Regions from separate parts of the Mus musculus genome. Here regions 1, 2, 3, 4 and 6 are each linked to region 5. Evidence: chromatin contacts called from public Hi-C, HiChIP or PLAC-seq and promoter capture Hi-C data. All regions are on one chromosome and are shown on one strand. The core of a region is the stretch at or near the end of the contact, and the rest is flanking DNA. Distances in the headings are between cores, read along the strand shown.

What was found. Promoter capture Hi-C pulls out the DNA fragments that hold promoters and counts their contacts. Hi-C and Micro-C count contacts between places; a contact is called where the count stands out from the background. HiChIP or PLAC-seq counts read pairs in DNA pulled down with a chosen protein or histone mark.
Region 1: a promoter capture Hi-C map of neural stem cells shows a contact between it and region 5. The contact joins the enhancer-like site here to the promoter of Ctbs in region 5. A contact is called at or near these places in 8 of 39 promoter capture datasets (the C10 cell line, the HPC-7 cell line, cranial neural crest and 4 more), 4 of 484 Hi-C or Micro-C datasets (CD4 T cells, cerebral cortex, hematopoietic stem and progenitor cells and 1 more), 9 of 115 datasets of contacts at active chromatin or transcription factors (astrocytes, bone marrow-derived macrophages, effector CD8 T cells and 6 more) and 4 of 9 other capture datasets (adipose tissue, embryonic stem cells, liver and 1 more).
Region 2: a contact with region 5 is called in a promoter capture Hi-C map of pre-B cells, with 2.0 times the contacts expected there. The contact joins the promoter of Mcoln2 here to the promoter of Ctbs in region 5. A contact is called at or near these places in 5 of 39 promoter capture datasets (cranial neural crest, frontonasal cranial neural crest, hippocampal neurons and 2 more), 1 of 115 datasets of contacts at active chromatin or transcription factors (memory CD8 T cells) and 1 of 9 other capture datasets (adipose tissue).
Region 3: a Hi-C map of cortical neurons shows a contact between it and region 5, with 4 times the contacts expected there. The contact joins the enhancer-like site here to the promoter of Ctbs in region 5. A contact is called at or near these places in 10 of 39 promoter capture datasets (the 3T3-L1 cell line, 3T3-L1-derived adipocytes, the C10 cell line and 6 more), 9 of 484 Hi-C or Micro-C datasets (Sertoli cells, cortical neurons, embryonic stem cells and 3 more), 2 of 115 datasets of contacts at active chromatin or transcription factors (epiblast stem cells and pancreatic cancer cells) and 1 of 9 other capture datasets (embryonic stem cells).
Region 4: a contact with region 5 is called in an H3K27ac HiChIP or PLAC-seq map of the NIH/3T3 cell line, with 7 times the contacts expected there. The contact joins the enhancer-like site here to the promoter of Ctbs in region 5. A contact is called at or near these places in 7 of 39 promoter capture datasets (the C10 cell line, cranial neural crest, embryonic stem cells and 3 more), 1 of 484 Hi-C or Micro-C datasets (cortical neurons), 3 of 115 datasets of contacts at active chromatin or transcription factors (the NIH/3T3 cell line, astrocytes and embryonic stem cells) and 2 of 9 other capture datasets (embryonic stem cells and liver).
Region 6: a contact with region 5 is called in an H3K4me3 HiChIP or PLAC-seq map of pro-B cells, with 5 times the contacts expected there. The contact joins the promoter of Syde2 here to the promoter of Ctbs in region 5.

The regions. Positions count from the first base shown.
Region 1 is chr3:146,765,442-146,768,357 of GRCm38.p6, forward strand. The region is part of intron 1 of Prkacb (protein kinase, cAMP dependent, catalytic, beta); the gene reads right to left. Among named protein-coding and RNA genes, the nearest start is that of Prkacb, 46 kb to the right of the region's middle. Within about 2 kb of position 1,465, at least 68 of the 459 cell types and tissues checked have an H3K27ac peak or open chromatin away from gene starts, as enhancers often do. A contact at or near this core is called in adipose tissue, cerebral cortex, embryonic stem cells and 4 more, where this site is marked.
Region 2 is chr3:146,148,261-146,151,348 of GRCm38.p6, forward strand. Mcoln2 (mucolipin 2) reads left to right here and starts at 1,573. Exons shown (of 14, transcript NM_026656.5): 1 at 1,573-1,746. The coding sequence starts at 1,670.
Region 3 is chr3:146,176,593-146,179,517 of GRCm38.p6, forward strand. It overlaps Mcoln2 (mucolipin 2), which reads left to right. Exons shown (of 14, transcript NM_026656.5): 7 at 1-18. Among named protein-coding and RNA genes, the nearest start is that of Mcoln2, 28 kb to the left of the region's middle. Within about 2 kb of position 1,274, at least 94 of the 459 cell types and tissues checked have an H3K27ac peak or open chromatin away from gene starts, as enhancers often do. A contact at or near this core is called in cortical neurons and pancreatic cancer cells, where this site is marked.
Region 4 is chr3:146,944,571-146,947,576 of GRCm38.p6, forward strand. Ttll7 (tubulin tyrosine ligase-like family, member 7) reads left to right here. Exons shown (of 21, transcript NM_001357217.1): 17 at 524-658. Among named protein-coding and RNA genes, the nearest start is that of Ttll7, 94 kb to the left of the region's middle. Within about 2 kb of position 1,626, at least 48 of the 459 cell types and tissues checked have an H3K27ac peak or open chromatin away from gene starts, as enhancers often do. A contact at or near this core is called in the NIH/3T3 cell line and cortical neurons, where this site is marked.
Region 5 is chr3:146,448,869-146,451,832 of GRCm38.p6, forward strand. It overlaps Ctbs (chitobiase), which reads left to right and starts at 1,599. Exons shown (of 7, transcript NM_001293672.1): 1 at 1,599-1,762. The coding sequence starts at 1,634.
Region 6 is chr3:145,986,356-145,989,179 of GRCm38.p6, forward strand. It overlaps Syde2 (synapse defective 1, Rho GTPase, homolog 2 (C. elegans)), which reads left to right and starts at 1,515. Exons shown (of 7, transcript NM_001166064.1): 1 at 1,515-2,814. The coding sequence starts at 1,644. It overlaps Gm35352 (a long non-coding RNA gene), which reads right to left and starts at 1,140. Exons shown (of 3, transcript XR_376174.3): 1 at 1,017-1,140.

The sequences.
Region 1 (2,916 bases), core at 215-2,714, 320 kb after region 5:
CCTTATCATAATATTATGCTTCTTTTCTATTTTATTTTCAGCCCCTTTTTTCATCCCAGCCTTGTTCTTATTAAAAGATTCACTTTATTTATGAATGTGTATGCAAATGCCTATGTGTATGTGTGCATATACATGCACATAAGTGTGCTGGTGCCATGGATCTTTGGGAGTTGGAATTACAGACGATTGTATGCTGGCACTTGAATTCAGGTCCTTACGACTGAGCAGAAAAGGCTTATAACTGCTGAGCCATGTCTCCAGTCCCTTCAGGATTATTTCCTCTGTCTTATTTCATAGATTTTATGTTCACTCAAAACATTGAAGAATTAATTTAGATGCTATCTGTAGTTTTTTAAACACATATTTCTGAATATAAGTTCATTCTTTTCCTATTGAAGGCTGTGATTTTATCCTTTAATCATGTGTAACCCTTTTTATAGGCTCCACTTTCCTTTCTTTTCTTTTTTTGCTTATTTATCCACAAACAATGGGAAGGTTTTAAAATCTTTACACACGATCTAAAACAACATAGTGTATTTTTCTTTGGATCTCTCATTTTCTATATAGGTGCTATTAAAATTAAGTTCTGGATATTTTTCTCTGTATACGCATATGTATGTGTATTAATTAAATAATCCAGCAACTTTCAGAAATGTGGTTGTAGAGGTTGGGGAGATGTTCAGCAGTCAAGAGTCCTGGCTGCTCCTGCAGAGGACCCAGGCTCAGTTCTCAGCACCCACATGGAGGTTCACAAGCATCTGAAGCTCCATTTCCTGAGGGAGATCTGATGTCTGGTCGCTGTAGTCACATACATGCAAGCAGGCAAAACACTCAGACTCATTAACAACAACAAAGAAATGTGCAAGTGTCTAGGATCACAAGGAACTTGCTGGTATTGGTGCCAGCACAGCAAGGGAGAGCCCTGTTGTATCCAGAAAACAAAGGCCATCCTTTCAATTTGCCATGACCTAATGAATTCCTGGCTGTCCCAACAGGGCTAGGAGGAGCACAGAAGCAACAGGCAGTGTTGTCCTGCACTCATTTCCTCACAAGCTTCATCCCAGGAAATCAGTGAGGATGAAATGGTTGCTTCTCTTACTGGAAGGCAAGTAATCCAGAGCACAATCCGCTCTAGAACAGTCCTCATCGGACAGAGGTCCGTCCTCACTGGGGGCAAAAGCAGCGCTTTCAGTGTTCGGCTCATGTGTTCTCGGTCAGACAGAGGAGAGGGCGTGAACCAGCTGCTCACTCCTGCTTAGGTCCACACACTTCCGAGAACCATTACTTAGTGCTTTTTCTTCACACTGACGCTCAGTGAGCTGCACCAGGAAGCAGGCTCCCCGAGCAGCCTAGAATTTGTACATATCTGCAGTGTGTCACATGATGTTTCCATAAGTGGATGTCCTGTGTGATGTGCAAATCAGAGTGAGCGGATCTGTCTCCTCCTGCCTATTTTTGCAGTGAGATCATAAGAAATCTTCTTCCACTGAAACAACAGAATGCAAAATCATCCTCTCTAGTCACCCCACCGTGTACAGAAGACCCGCTCTTGCTCCCCTTATCAGCTGTAACAAAGGACCTGTTGACTGGTGTTTCTTCTCCACAGCTTGCTGGCTCCGGTTTTCCGAATAGGAATTGGTATGTGAACCAGGAGTGCACAGTAACTCAATGTGTCAGATGACTCAGCTCCATCTTACACAAACAGCACTGCAACCTGCTACATGCTGTGATGATAGAACACCAGGCACAGAGAAAATAATGAAATCACGTGGTCTCAGAAAGAAAAGTGGAGAAAGGTGTTTTAATTCCAGGCTCCTTCACCAGTGCCAGTGCTGGTCCTTGTCAAAGCTTAGCTCTTCCTTTGCCTCGGAAGGCAACAGCACCTATCGCTGTGCATGCTGTGCCATGTCGTCTAGTCGGAGGGCCGTATGGAACCCAGATGAATTTGGGGAGAACTCCTTTACAATGTTTTCACAAAACTTGCTTAACAAGAGAAAATCCTCACCAAATGAAAGCAACTTACAAGGGGGCAGCCAAGGCTCTTCTTCCATTTACAAGCAATCTTTCGATGCCAGAGAGGAAAGAGCAGATGAGAACAATTAAAGTCCTCAAGGGATAGCTTTCACTTAAGATCCAGAGACTCACAGGCAAATATATAATCCGCTTTTGTGCTTTGAAAGTATAGCAACATCACCTTCAGAGTTTGTAATGGAGATACTGAAAGCTATTATTGTTTGTGTGATTTCTACAAGGAATATAACTATGGGAGGTCATTACTCATACATGACGCACAGGTGGATCTCCCCTAACTTGCTAAGGAGCTTAATCTTTAGATTCCAGATTTGCAATTCCAGAATTGCAAGTTTCACACTGTATTAAGAAATGGACTTATTTCAATTTAAAACTCAGTATGAAAAGTCATCTGAAGAGGCAGAAACATGAAGCCAGTCAGTGTAAGGCCGCTGAAAAGAGACTGATGCCCAGTTCTAAAGGCCTTCCTAGTGTTATTGGGCCTAGAGAAAACTCCTGATGTACAGTCAATGGAACTAAATGAGCATATACACAACCAGGGTGACAAGTTACAAACAACCCTAGATTCTTGCTTTTCTTCTCATGCGGGTTATGGAGTCACTAAGAGAAGCGAGGACCAGAGATAAAGGGACAGATGTTAAGGGAGAAAGACGAAGCTGACTCTTGTAATGGATGTCTCAGGTAGTGACTGAGGCGTGGGCAGGAATGAGATCACTCAGACAATGCAGCGCTGAGAGGGCCAAGAGCAGATAGATTCTCACAGAAGAAGAACATAGAATTACCAGGAAGGAAAAAAGAAAGCTTTCCAGCAATTTCCACATAAACATAGCTGTATGCACCACATAGAGAAACTCATCATAATTTTAGACTCAGATAAAACGGCCC
Region 2 (3,088 bases), core at 323-2,822, 300 kb before region 5:
ACTGTTTCTAGATTGTCACAGGTGGGAATCTGTTTAGAGAAACATTTGCCAATGAAGAAAGTTACTGGACACCAGCAACTGTTTAATGACCTGTCTTGTCAGTGGGTAGATATAGTAAGAAGAAAGGTTTTGGAGTGTCAGAGACCTAAATAGAAAGAGTTCGTCTGCTAGTGGCTGTTTATGTGACTTGGGAGTAGTAACAAATGTCTGTGAACACATACACTCTCTCTCTCTCTCTCTCTCTCTCTCTCTCTCTCTCTCTCTCTCTCGTGTGTGTGTGTGTGTGTGTGTGTGTGTGTGTGTGTGTGTGTACCCCACACATAGGTATCACTCATGACTTGCAGAGACCAGAGGACTTGCTGGAATGGATTCTCTCTGTCCACCCCATGATTCTGGGGTCAAACCCAGGACTGGCTACACTGGGGGGAGGGGGCAGTGTACAGAATCCTGAGCATGAAGGTACGGTGGGCACTGTGACTTTTCAGACAGACTTTCTCAGACTTTCCATACCCAGTAAGCGTATTTCCTAAAAGAAATTTGGAAAAACAAAAACAAACAAAACTCAAGCATTTTTACCCAGTAGTTTTTGGAAAGTGACTTTTTAAAACAGAGTAGATTTGGAAGGGTGGGGGTGGGGCAGAATATTCCTCAACACCAACAGCCCTTGTGAGGTGCAGACAGGAGGACCAGGTTCAAGGCCAGCGTCAGCTTCATAGCAAGTTGGAGGCCAGTCTCAGTTATATGAGGTTGTCTCAAAAAGCAAAAAACAAAACAAAACAAAAAACAAAAACCTTACACAAAGGGTCCAAAAGGCTCTGTCCAGCTCTTTCTACATAATCCTCTACAAACTGTCCTTTGCCCTAGCTAAACATGGGGACCTTTCGAACACTTCCTAACGCACATAGCCTGGAAACTTAGGGGTTTAGTTAGCTCCACTGCATGGTGACGACAGGAGCCTCTGAGCCGGTTCTGTCCAAAAGGCCCTGCTAGCTTCAGGTTGGGTACTGTAGCCAGGTTCATAGAAACCAATTGTCTTGAAGCCCCTGCTTTCAGGCAACAAGGGGGAAGGGCATAGAGGCCGCTGGGGTGGGCTACTCTGGGCTACTCAGGGGTCAAGCAGACTGGCTGCAGAAAGCTGACTTGGTGGCTGAGGCTGGGGTCTTGCTTTCCACATGCTTGCCCTGTCATCCTAACTACTTGTTAGGGAGTTATCAGAATAAAGACTCCTTAGTGAAGAAACCCATCCCCACGAACTTATTGATTCCAAGAGGGAGGAGCATCCGGTAGAACTCAGTACCAACACTTTACTTGTCCAAAATCCCAGCGTTGGTAGCACGTGCTTGTTGTAATCTTAGTACTCAGGAGGCTGAGGCCGGAGGATTGCTCTGGTTGCCAGTGTGGGCCACATGGTGAGCTCAAAAGAAATGCAATGAACTTTTGAAGGAGTCAGAGGTCTGGGGGCGGGGGTGGGGTGGTGGGGTGGGGAATGGGGCGGGAGGGAGGAGGTCAGGACGGCCAGGGGGGCGGGGTGGACGACGGGCGGCCTCATAGCAGGCTTTCCGGACGACTTCCCTTTATAAGGGCGTCCACTCCACCTGCATCTCGCAGACACCCGTAGGCGGAGCCGGGTGTGGGGACCGTGGGGACTGAGGGAATTTGGGGTCACGTCATGCCCGGAGACGAGGAGACGCTGGACCTGCCTGCGTGGAACCGCGTCCCGGACCTGACTTGGGGTCCCCACCACAGGTGGGTACTCCCCCAGTGGACCATGTCTGGTGGTCGTCTGGATTCCAGCGTCCCCTCCTGGAATATCTCCCGCCGAGAAGGTGTCCCTGAGCTCACACGTGGACCCCATTCTGCCTCGCGTCCGGGCTCTCCGCTACGTAGCAAAAGTCCTTCGTGACAGCGCCCTGGGTCGCCCAGCGCTGAAGGAAGTCAGCGGCCGAGGGTGGGGACGCGGGGGGCGTGGCGGGAGGACAGGGCCACGCGTAGCGACCAGGGTGCACACAGCCGCTTTTCCGCAAAGTCCCGGGGCTGAGATCAGAGCGCTGACTGGAAGGGTAAGAGGCTTTGGTCCCCTAAGGCTTTCATTTGGGGGCCACTGAACCTCTGGGCGGGGAATGGGTCTAGCTCCTTCAGTCCCGGGAGCCCTGGAAAGTTCTGAAGGAGGATGGCTGGCCCTGAAACTGACGGTTTTCCCAGGCAAGAGACCCGGAGAGACAGAGAGGGATCAGATGTTTTATGACTTTTGTTTTTTGGTGTGTATGTGTGTGTGTGTGTGTGTGTGTGTGTGTGTGTTTCTTTCCTGGTGACAGGACTCTGAAAAGATCCTGGTTTGCTCTACCTTAGAGTTCTTGCTACCCCGGGCAAACTAATGCTAACTGCTTGCACTCGGTTAAAAATGAGGCTGATTGTTTGCCTTCCGGAACAAACCGACTTTTTCTTAGGTGGGAGGGTTGCGGTGTGGTCAACCCTGGTTTCCCCAGCTCTATGAAAAGGCGTTCAGTGAAGCCAGGTGGCTCTGCCAAGCGGCCTCTCCTGAGTTTGAATGTCTGCAGCAGCGCAATTGAGCCGGGGAGGTGAGGACAAAGTGGCCTTTGGCTCCTGCTTGCTGCTCTTAAAACAAATAGTGGCGGGCTGTTAAAGTTTTCTAAGGGAGCAGGGAGCGGCCTCTCCTTCCTAGCAGGATGTTCTTGAAGCCAGCAAGGAAACTGAGCCATAGGGAAGTTAGTCTATGATGGCTACCTGAATGGATGCTTTTCTGCAAGGGTGGCATAGACTTCTCAGACCTTCAAAAGACCGGTTTTGAACTATAAAACCATGTTGGTGGGGCTACAGAGGTGTGTTCTTTTCTTTTGTTTTTGTTTTTTTCGAGACAGGGTTTCTCTGTGTAGCCCTGGCTGTCCTGGAACTCACTCTGTAGACCAGGCTGGCCTCGAACTCAGAAATCCCCCTGTCTCTGCCTCCCAAGTGCTGGGATTAAAGGCGCCCGGCCAGAGGTGTTTTCTTGCAAACTCAAAGAACACTGTTGGAGCCAGGTGACAGTACTTGGGACCTGTAATCCCAGTGCACAACAGGCAGGAGACAG
Region 3 (2,925 bases), core at 24-2,523, 270 kb before region 5:
TGAACATATCTGGGTCTAGTAAGTGTACCGTTCAGCCTGTTGTCTGTGGGTTAGAGGAGGTTTGGGGGGCTTAGGGAACCCACGTGATTCGTATGGAAGGTGGTGGGGAAAACGTTTCAGAAAAACAGTTCAAACGCTAGTCCTGAGCGAGTGGTCCAAGTCAGCAAGTGTTTATTGTTTCTTGAGTCAGTGGTTTACGCAGTTCGCCTTTGCAGCAAGATGGCCTGGGTTTGCATTCTGGTTCTGTGAGCCACGGCTGGAGGCTTGGACCTATTGCTTGGCCTCTCTGTCTTAGCAGTTTTCTCTACAAAGCAAGAGCAATGGCTGTACTTATTGAGGGGGTTGGTGCCGAATGCTGGGAGCAGAAGTCATCAGAGTTGCTCCGCAACTCATCAGCGAGGAGAGGCCTTAGGGAGGGACATCTATGTGACCAGATCCTTGGGGTGCTATGGGTAGCCATAGCCAGGGAAGTATGGAAGGTCTGAGTAGGAAGGGAAATGATCATTTTGACCGAGCTCAGTGGGAATCCTGAATTCTCGGAGGAGGTATGTTCTGATCCAAGCCTTGGACAAAGGAGAAGAGTGGAGACCTCAGGGTGCATCTTGAATAAACACGGGGACATCTCCTCCGTCACCCGATGGTCCACATGCTTAAATAGCCTTGTTGAGCTAGCGATGACATCATGTACTGTAATCTCAGCTATGCAGGAAGAAACTGGGAGATTTTGACTTCAAGACCAGCCTAAACCACTTTGTGGGGGAGGGTGTTCCTGTCTCAAAAGAGGAGTGTAAGATATGTGCATCCTGCTTTGATTATTAGTGGTCAGGGCGATGTCTCTGAGTGTGGTGAACTGGCAAGCTCCGTTTACACGAACTCACTTGGGCCAGATGACCAGAAAGACAAATATGAGTCACGTGGTTTTTTATTCCAACAGGTGACTCATTCCTTTTCAGCTGTACAACGGCTGATGATTTCGAAGTTTTCTCTTTTTTTTTCTAGCTTTGGTTTCAGTCATTCCTCTAAAGGAAGCACACAGATTGGGTTCCTGATAAAATGGATTTTCTATTTCGCAGCAGATACTCAAAGACCAGCACCATCAAGGCAGTCCTCAGGTCCAAGTAAAGGCTGAAGCTATGTCTTGGTGGTGTGGGGGAACGTAACCTTTGCCATATATAAACTGTGATTTGCAATAGTCACTGTGAGACTGGACGTGTGCCTCATGGCTCCCCAATGATCCTCTCACCACGCATGCCAGAACGGAAGAGCTCTTGCTCCCCCCTGTGGCCAACAGAGAGAAGCAGACCTAAAATGTGATTCTTACGGCCATGTCTTAGAAACTCGACCTTATCACTAGGAAGACATGAATTTAAAATAAATCAAGGGGTTTTAAAAATCATTAAAAATATGAGGTTTAGAAACCAGTTTAGAAGATGGGTTGTGCTGCCTCTTCCATTTGAAGCCGTGGACTGAGAAGCTCTGCCTAAGAGAGGCCAGAGGCGCCACCTGGTGGGCACTGGCCGCTGTTGTCCAAGTATTCTGATGCTCTCTTCTCACCCAGCTTCCCAGCTGCTGCTTGCTTCCTCTTGGCGTTATCTACAATTATCCACATCTCCTCAAAGCAAAAACCGGTAATGTCCACGTTCACAGACATCTGCTTCCCAAGGAGCCTTCTCTGAGTGCGCTTCTGCTCTCCAGAACTTATATTTTATATACTATAGTTTATAGCCAGCCACACGAGGCTTTAGAAGAATGGGGTGGGCAGGGCTCCCTCTGATGGAGATGTAATGGTATATATTTATTGCAGAGCTGACAGTTAGTAAGCTTGGATAGCCCGAGTCAGAGTTCCTTAGGCAGATGGTGGGAGAGCGTCTGTGCACATCAGGTATCTGGGAGGGTGGAGTGAGTGGGGTGTGCCATTACTCAGAGTGGCAGGACATATTTCTGAACCAGTGTTTTCCAAACTCAGATTTGGAAGAGCTTTCTGAAATGCAATATGGCTTCAGTGGGGTAAGCAATCTATGGCTGCTGGATGTTCCCAACACTTGGGAAGCTGAGGCAGGAGAATTCCCACTACTTCACATTCAGCATAGGTTGCTGTGTTCGTTACTTTTTTGTTGTTGCTGAGATAAAACACCATGACCAAGGTGACCTAGAGAAGGAAGAATTTATTGGGGCTTACAGGATGAAAGTCCATCATGACAGGTAGACGTGGCAGCAGACCATAGACATGGAGACCTAAGCTGAGGGCTCACACCTTAACCTACAACCAAGAAGCAGAGAGAGGAGGAGTCGGGGGAGAAGGTGGTGGAGGGGAAAAGAGGGAGGCTGTGAGATGATGTCTTCTAGGCAAGCCACAGCCATTTCAAACACATTTCGTCCTCAGACTCAGCAGTTTCGAGTCAAAGGCCTTCCCTGGGAATGCATAAGACCAGGCGGGTCGACAGTCAGACAAGAGTGGAGGAGGGGCTCAGGGGACCTACGGCACACTGAGGAGCTGTACGCAACACAGATTCAGTGAGGCAGAAACCACTGCGTTCTGGTGGCTTCCCGTTCGTGACCCCACCAGGCTCCAACCCTCCGGGCTCCGACACAATGTTCTGGCCAACGGTCACACAGATGGGTCACAAACCAGATCACGAATCTGAGTGGGGGGGGGACTAGGTATTGATAAGAAAGAGAGAGAGAGATGAGAGGACAGGGCATGAGGTTAGAGTACGTTATATAAACATATCAAGCTGTCAAGCAGCAGAATTAATCAATAAAAAGAAAAATCTGAAACTTGACCCCTAAAACAAATCATGTGAGCAGGTGTGTGTGAAGTACGGCTCTGGCCAAATGCAAGTGTGTGTGGCTTGTGGATGGTCCCCTAGGCAGGAACAGAGACAAGGGAGACCGATCCAGTCATAGTGAGGCCGGGGAGAGCAG
Region 4 (3,006 bases), core at 376-2,875, 500 kb after region 5:
TGATGCTGTTTAGAATGCTTTCTGCAGATTATATTAACAAGGAATATCTCCTTTTCAGCATAAACTAGAGAAATTTACAATTGAGAAAGTCGGTGGTTTTATTATATTTTGCTGGAGCTAGACCAGAGAGTTATATAAAGTCTCTGTTTCATTAACATTAACAAATTTAAGAACGAGTCTTTCCAGTGGGAGAACTCTGGAGATATAACTGAATTCACTCCCTTCATAATGATGACTGATCTTACTATCCAATCCAAGAATCGGTGGCAAGTGAAACAAATTAGGAAGTCCTTTTGAATTACTCATAGGTAATGTTTATATCCCGAGCAAGATAAAATACAACCAGGAGAAAATACAAAAGACATTCTTACAAATAATAACCATTTTAATGTTAAACATTCGCAAATAAATGTCCACTTAAAAAATTAACAATGTGTCCCTTTTACCTGAAACTATCTTTCACATTATACTGGTACAGTGGAATAAGACCCCCTCCATGTGTCTGTATTCTTTCAAATTTAAGAACGAGTCTTTGCGGCAATTGAAAACCAAAGAGCAGGAAGACGACCTCACCAGTCAGACCTTGTTTGTCCTCAAGGACATGAGAATCCGCTTTCCGGGGAAGTCAGACGCAGAGTCGGAGCTCCTGATAGAAGATGTGAGTATTTGTATAAAATCCAAAGAGCATCTGTCTACTCTTCTGAGAGCATTAAAATGTATTGCCTGGGACCAGGGAGATAGATCTGTTGGTAAAACCCTTCCTGAGCCAGCATGGTCTTAGGCTGGGTCCTCAGAACTTACATAAAGAGCTGGCATGGTGGCCTGCAGCTGTGACCTCAGTACTGGAAAGGCAGAGGAAGGAAGACTCCTGAGAGTTCCCAGAGGTGAGCCGCAGCTCCCAGGGAAACGTCATTCAAGCCTGACCTCTGACCTCCACAGGCATGCATGCACACACATGTGCACACACATAAACACCAGCATATATGTGCATTGTACACATATGTACATGCACACATGCCTCCTATACATCTACACACATACAAAAAATGTATTTTCTGATCAAATTATAATTGATTGAATAGGAAATGTAATTGATATTGCTTTTAGCCCCCAGAAACTTTACAAAGTAAAAGAATTCATTTTAGTTATTAGGAACATTTTATCATATAATAAGGCTTTCAAGTAAGAATAATTAGCATCAAATAATAACTGTTCTTCATGATCAAAGAAATATCAGGGTAAACTCTTCTATTTAAAAACTAAGTTGAAGAGCTTAAGATGAAAAGAGACAGGATGAAAATAGCGCCTTGGTATAAAATGTCAAGATGAATTACAGGTGATGCCTGGAAAATCACGTTTTGAAACAGCCTGGATGAGTTATTTTCACGCCCGCCACCTAGTGGAGCGTTTGGGTGGCAGATGTTCAAACGCTCCGCAGTCAGGACTTGCTCCTCTCTTAAAAAGAAATCCAAGGTCACGGGAATGGTTTGATGGAAGAACATTTCTTCACTCAAGGTTTCTCTTATCCGCCCAACACGCTTTATAAATGCCCACAGTTAGGTCATCCATCGGCCACAGAACGTTTTGAGGGTCGGGTTGGTGGCTTGTGATTTTCTTTTCCCCAGAAGACAAGGCGCCATCTAGTGGTCATATGTAGAATAAGAACCAAAGCTCTCACTGGGTCCTCTTATTGTTCATCCAATGATATGAAACAAGTGCATAGAAATAACGAAACAAGAGAAAGATTTCTTGCTGCAAAAATCTGCAACGGCATCATATTATTGTTATTAGAGAATTATCGTTAAGTATCCAAGTCTTTTGAATTTTGTGCTAAGTTTTGTTTTGTTTTTTGTTTTTTTTTTCAAAAGTGAAAGTTAGATGCTGTTTGTCAGGGAGCTTGTTACAACAAAAGAAAATTGAAAATTTTATAAGGCATTGTGATAGATATGTTTTACATTTTTTTTTATTTAGTGTGTTTATGTGTGTTGGTCCCAGGGATTAGAAGAAGGTTACACTTGGCAGCAAGCATCTTTGGCCAACGAGCTTCATCGCCAGCCTGGAAATGTTTCCACTCACTTTGATAATGTTTATTTCTAAGAAAAGCCAGTAACTTTGAAGCAGGCACATCATTTTTGTCTGTCTTTTATGATCTGATATTTTCTTCTCGAATTTATTTCTTTTATTGAATATTTGCCTCCGTGTGTGTATGTGCACCACATGTGTGCCCGCTGCTCAGAGGTCAAGGACGGCATCACAGCCCCTAGGACAGGAGTCATAGACTATGTGTGGCCAAGTGGGTGCTAGGGATTGTACCCAGGTTCCCTACAAGAGGAACGAGTGCTCTTAGCCACTGAGCGATCACCTTGGTTCCACTGAGGTCTGCTGTTTTTAATTAGAAAACGAGAGAGAGAGACACTAATGTATGTGGCTATTGCGATTCTTCCATAAAGAAGATTGTTAGGCTTATACAATCAATGAAACGTAATTAATAATTAATGTCAGGCATTAGATTCTTTGCTGTATTTCTGCTGTGTTCCAGACTTGAATGCTTGCTACAGTATCCATTACTAGGGTGTATACTGAGGAATTCTGTAGAATTCTGTAGGTAATACAAAACAAAGGGCTAGTAGAACTCTAATTGAATATAGGCTGACTTTGAATGTATTGTTCAATATTCTATCACTATGTGGGTAACACAGCCCTGTGAGTAAAGATAGAAAAATCTGTGTTGGAGTCCTACCTAAAATGTGTGTATCCAAGGATTTCTGGCTTTTACTCTCTGAGTGATATTACTCTTACTGGAGAGAAAGAAATGGGCTCAGGTTTAGAACCTCTGACTTGTCTAAATCTCTGCAGGTATCTTTCTATGAATGGTAGAATTGTTATTATAAGTAGTGCTCTCATAGTGCTGTCACTGCACGGATGAATACAGTCATGGATAACAGGGTCATTCACTATTCTCTGTGAGCATTCTAGCCTAAATTTGTTAACTTCTCTCCCCCAATA
Region 5 (2,964 bases), core at 349-2,848:
TCCTACTCTGATTGGACAGTGAGGGTTCAGTCCAGATCAGAGCCTGAGAGGAAAAGTAGCCGAGCAAAAGTCCTTCACCACCACGTTCATCAAGCCTTTAAAGGAGGGACCCTGATAGTGTTAACCGTCAGCCTGATGTTGGGCATGCCTATCTACAATCAAGTTAATTGTGGTGGGGAGACTCTGTCTGCCACTCTGGCTGCACCATTTTCTGAGGTCGTTTCAAGACTGCATTATGAAGAGGAAGGCCAGCTCAACATCTGCATGCATGCCTGCATCCTGTTTTCTGACTGTGACCGGCTGCTTCAAGACCCTGTTGCCGTGACCTCTTTGCCATAGTAGACTGTACCTTGAACTGTGAGCCAGGAAAAAAAGCTATCTTAGTTACTTCTTAATCACAGCCACAGGAAGAGAAACGAAGACAAGAAAGCAAACCTGGTTTCCAGCCTTTCCAGTCTGCCAGGATTAGAAATATATTAATTTGTTCCCGAGTATCCTTTGCTTTCCGCTCTTCTGAGAGAGCTCAGAGAGATCCTTGCTTTGACAACATTTTGGTTCTGGGAAAAGAATTTACATCATTTAAATTTTTATTGGTGTTTAGGGAGTGTACAATAAATTTAAACTCATATGCTATAATGGGTGTTTTAATTGTCATTATGAGTTTAATGACATTCAATTTCCTTTATAGCCATAAAGAGAATTTTTATTCCTGTTGCTACTTAAACAGAAGAATTCCCCAAAGAAAATGCCCAAATCTTCAAAGTGCGTTCTCCTTCCAGCATTCAGTACACGCTGAGCAGAGCAATCCAGGTCACACCCCCAGGACCTGATGACCCTGTTAGAGCCCCCTTCCCTATTCTCATAGCCAAAGGAAAGGCTTTTCTTGAGGTCATATCTCTCAAGCAAAATCACCGCACAGAGTTTATCTTTAAATTCTCTTTATTTAATGCTGGAAAATCACAATACACACTTAACCAAACATCTGGTAAATTGACAATAATATCACCCGTCCATTTTACATTTTAAAAAATACCCTGTGTAGAGACTTGGAAAAGAATGGTCTCAAACCGATTGAAGTTTAAAAAAAGAAAACAGGAGCTCTTGGAGTTTTACAGTGAACGTACTATTTACTACAAGCCAAGCACTGTGCTGAGCTATATTGGCAGGGGTGGGGTGCGGGGAGCAACGCCAAGCAAGAGATTCAAAATCAATTGTAAGATGAATGAGCAGAAAACGTTCAGACCACACAATCATGAAATGGTGTAGAGTGATGTAGAGTGATGGAGAGAATAAAAGTGGTAGAGTTACCTGCGAGTTACCCGGGTCAAGACTGTTTACCTAGCCCTTCCTAGCACTGGAGTGTAAGGAAGACCCCTGTCACATCTTACATTTACTCATAGGTAGTGCCCCCAGCAGCCGGGGTGGGATCCCAGTCAATTGGCTGCAAGTCCCACTTCTCCACAAAGTCCAGCATCAGCCCCGCCTTCTAGGGCCCACCTACCAAGCAGCAGGCTGGGTCGCTCTCCGTTTAGCATCAGGCCACGCCCCTCAGCAGAGACTCCGCCCCGCCTGCCCATAGGACATCAGGGCCCGCCCTTCAAGAGGCGTCATTCCCGCAGCCTCCACCCCAGGCATGGCGCTGTGTGGCCTCCCGGAATTCACTCTGCTGCTGCTGCCGCTGTTGGCACGGCTCTCGGCCGGGGACTGCCCGTGCTCCGAGGCTGCTCTCTGCCAACCGATCCGCCACCGTCCCGACTTCGAGGTCAGCACTCATTTGCCCGTCGGTCTGATACTCAAGGCTGTAGAAGTTGTGCGCTCACTGAGTAGCCTTAACCACCAGAGTCTTCCTCTTTTTAGATTTCCTTCAGAGGTTGGGCAACTTCCCAGGCCGCAGACTGTGTAATGCTCCTGCCTCATCAGATTCCCGAGGCCAGCTCCTCCCGCTAACCGCTCAGCCACCTGCGGGGAGGGTAGGAGAACCGGTTCTCGGTTTCCAAGGCAATGCACATTTAGTAGGAAAGTGTCCACCTCCAAAAGTACATCCGAAAGCAGGATGTTCTGCTAACCTTTGTACTTGGTACGGATTAGTTCTTTCGTTTATGGACAGTCACCCACCCAGGAAAGCGGCAAAAACAGCTATTTGAGTCCATTTTTCTTTAACCCAGCAGAATGGCGTATAAAGCTTACGGACTTACCACGAAGCATTGGTAAAATCGCGTGACCGAAGTTGATGACAGTGGCTGGACCTGGGGGTCAGCGATGTCAGGGGGTCCAGTCTCAAAAAATTTGTACAAAGAAGGAACAGTTGATGGGTCTTAAACTTATATTTGGTTTTGAGACATAGATATTTAAATGCTTGTGTTTGCATACATTGTTTAGAAAAATAGTGACAGTATTTTTGTAGACTGCCTACTGTGGAAACTGGACATTTTTTAAAAAGAAAAATTTAGGTGCATTAACGTTTCTTTGAGCAAGGGTCACTAGTAGCACTCAGATCATTAAGATCAGAAATTAAAGTTTTGGGAGAGAAAGAATTAGCTGTTTGGCAATGGATAGCTGTTACTTTTAGTTTCTGGTCCGGTGGATCTTTCCTACTGTGGTAGTTTGAATGGGAATGGCCCTCATGGAGTCATGTGTTTACATGCTTGTCCCATAGGAAGTGACACATTAACAGGTGTGGCCTTGTTGGAGGAAGTGTGTCACTGTGGGGATGGGCTTTGAGGTCTCCCATGCTCAAGCTCGGTCTAGAGTGGCTCAGTCTTTGCCCTGCTGCTTAGAACTCTGAGCTCCCTCGCCAGCATCACGGCTGCCTGGATGCTGCCATGATGATAAGGATTAAACCTCGGAACTGTAAGCCAACTCCAATGAAATGTTTTCCTTTATAAGTTTTGCAGTCATGGTGCTAATTCACAGCCAAAGAAGCCCTAAGACACCTGCTTAGAGATTAGCTGACTGGTTCTGATT
Region 6 (2,824 bases), core at 265-2,764, 460 kb before region 5:
CCTGAGACCTAGTCTGTGTGGGAGCTGACTCCATGGTGAAGAGGAGGATGGGTAGGTAGCCCTTCAGCCTCCCCTCTGCATTCCTGTGTTTTGGAGTGAGTCTCAGGTCACAAAGCAATGGCTCCTCACCTCCAGGGTGTGGGTCTTGATACAATTGACTCAAATCTTTAGGCTTGAAAGCTTTGCCTTCACCTGAGGGGCACTCCTGTCAGTTTCTTTGTTCCTTTGTTTAGCTTTTTGAGAGAGGGCCTCAGGCTGTCCTCCTACTGCCTCCATCTTAAGCCTCCTTCCACAAGCAAGTATACCACCACACCAAGCCTAGCACAGGGAAGATTACACGCATACAGATACAGGGGGATGACTCCAAAGGCAGAGAGCCAGGCGCTAACAAACGGCACAGATCCAAGTGAGCTGAGAGGATGGAGCGTTTAGGCACAGAAAGCAGCTGGGCTTACATGGAGGACCATACTGGAATAAGTAAGGACCATTCACTCAACTACCACTTTTGGAGGACTTGAGTACCTACTAAGTGCAAGCATGTGCTAGATATTTGTGCGGTATGAGTGGCTCAAAGGTCATTCCCAATGCATAACAACCAAAAAGTATAGCTGAAATCAGAGATGATGGCAACACTGATTCTTATCGATCAGTGCCAGGCCAGGCAGGGTTTGGTATTGAGAGTAGGTATTTCCAAATTTCACCCTTTCTCTATTTCGACCCAGTGAACACTGAATTTCAGTTAGCATTTTTACATTTAAAAGCTGTAAACTAGCGCTTTTAGTTTGGTAGTTGTACCCGGGGCTCTTATCTGTGGTTCCATTTAACAAGTTTTGTTTGATCTAGGGATTAACGTTGGATGAGAAGGTATCATTTTTACAGAAGGAGAAACAGATTTGAAAAAGAGGGAACCGAAGTGATCTAGTACATAAAGGACTTTTTTTAAAAATTCCTTATTGAATAGGATTTGCTACAGATTTCTTTTTTATTGTTTATTTTTACGTGCATGGTTGTTTTACCTGCACCTATGACGGTTTACAACACGCATGCCGGGTGCCAGCGGAGGCCAGAAGAGGGCTTCGGAACCCCTGACACTGGAGTCCTACACCAGAGCAGCCAGCGATCCTTACAACCGAGCGACCTCTCTAGCCCCGCAAATTCCTTTCCAACAGTTCCGGGGAGCAGGGAACCGATCAGAACATCTTGGGGACAACGCTCCTGTGAGATACACCTGCACTCGCACTTGGTCGGTCCAAACAGTCTTTGTTACTCTCAAGCTAGGACTTGCTGCACCGGAGCCCCGCCTCGCGCAGGGGGCAGCGGGGAGGGGCCGGGGCGGTTGGCGGGGTGGCAGCCCGACCCGCTCCACCTTTCCCTCTCTGCAGCCGCGCAGGCCCCGCCCCCGGAGCGCCCACCTCGGGAACGCCGCGTGTTGGCCCGCGCGCCCCGTCGCGGCTCTAGTTCCGGGGCATGCGCGCTGCGGCGCCCGCGCCCCCCTCTACCGACCCGCCGCTGCCGAGTTATGCCAAGTATGTGAGGAGCTGGCGAGGACCGGCCGTGGTCATGGAGAGCCGCCGCCTCCGCCCGCGCGGGACTCGGAGCCCGCCCCGCGCCCCGGGCGAGCCGGGCTGCTGAGGGCGGCGCTCATGGCGGAGCCCCTGCGGAGGACGCTCGGCCGGCTCCGAGAGCGGCACGCTCCCGGCGCGCTCGGGCTGCACGCGGACTCCGTGGCGGCCTCGCTCTCCGAGGGACGCTCGCCGCCCCACGAGCTCGCGGGCCCCGGTATGGAGCGGCCCGCATGGGGGACCGAGCAGCCGGGCGCGCGGGTGCCATGGTCTCGCGGGGCGCAGGAGGCCGCCGCTCTGGGCCGCGCGCTTGCTCGCGCCTCCCCAGGCGCCTGGGGCAGCGGCGACGACGACGGGGAGGACGAGGGCGCCGACTACTACGAGAACCTGCCGGCGGGCTGCGCGCCCGAGGGGGCGGAGGCGCTGCGGGCCTCGCCTTCCCGAGCGCCGGGCTCCTCCCCGGGGATGGAGGGCGGCCGCCTGGAGACGGGCAGGCTGCAGACCCAGTTGCGAGAGGCCTATTATCTGCTGATCCAGGCCATGCACGACCTACCCCCTGACTCGGGCACGCGGCGGGGCGGACCCGCGGGAGCCCGGGCTCAGGGCCAGCAGCCGCCTCTCCCCCGCGGCGCAGCCGTGCGCCCAGCCTGCAGCCTCCGAGGCGGCGACCGCCCTCCGCAGCAGGTGTCCCCGCCCCGGTCGCCTCCGACGGAGTCGAGAGAGGGACGGCCTCCCAGTCCTCGGATACAACTGTCCAGTTGCAGAAGTCTCGAGAGCCTCCGCGTGAGCCGGCGGCCGCCTCTGCTCCAGCGGTGGGCGAGCGACAGCTGCATCAGGTGCGGTGCGCACCGGGACAGGGACGAGCCCCAGCCACGTGGAGGTGGGATGGACGGCTGGAGCCCGGGCAGCCACAGGGCTGCTACGTCCGCCGCTCTCCTGCCTCCCATCTGCCATGACCCCAGCGGGTCCTCGGGACGACCCTTTAAGGATCCTGTGGGGACCTCTGTGATATCCAGCAGCCAAGAGGACCATCCGGAGGATCTTCCCCTCAAGCCACCTGCGGTGACTGTCAAGAAACTGCAGAAGTGGATGTACAAAGGACGTCTGCTGTCCCTGGGGATGAAGGGTCGCGATCGCGGGACAGCACCCAAAGTTCCCGGAGCGCAGACAACCTCTCCAAATTTGGGCAGTTGGAAAGTGCATGAAAACCACGTCCTCTCGGTGACAACGGACCAAAGAATCACACTGACAGGTAGGACACT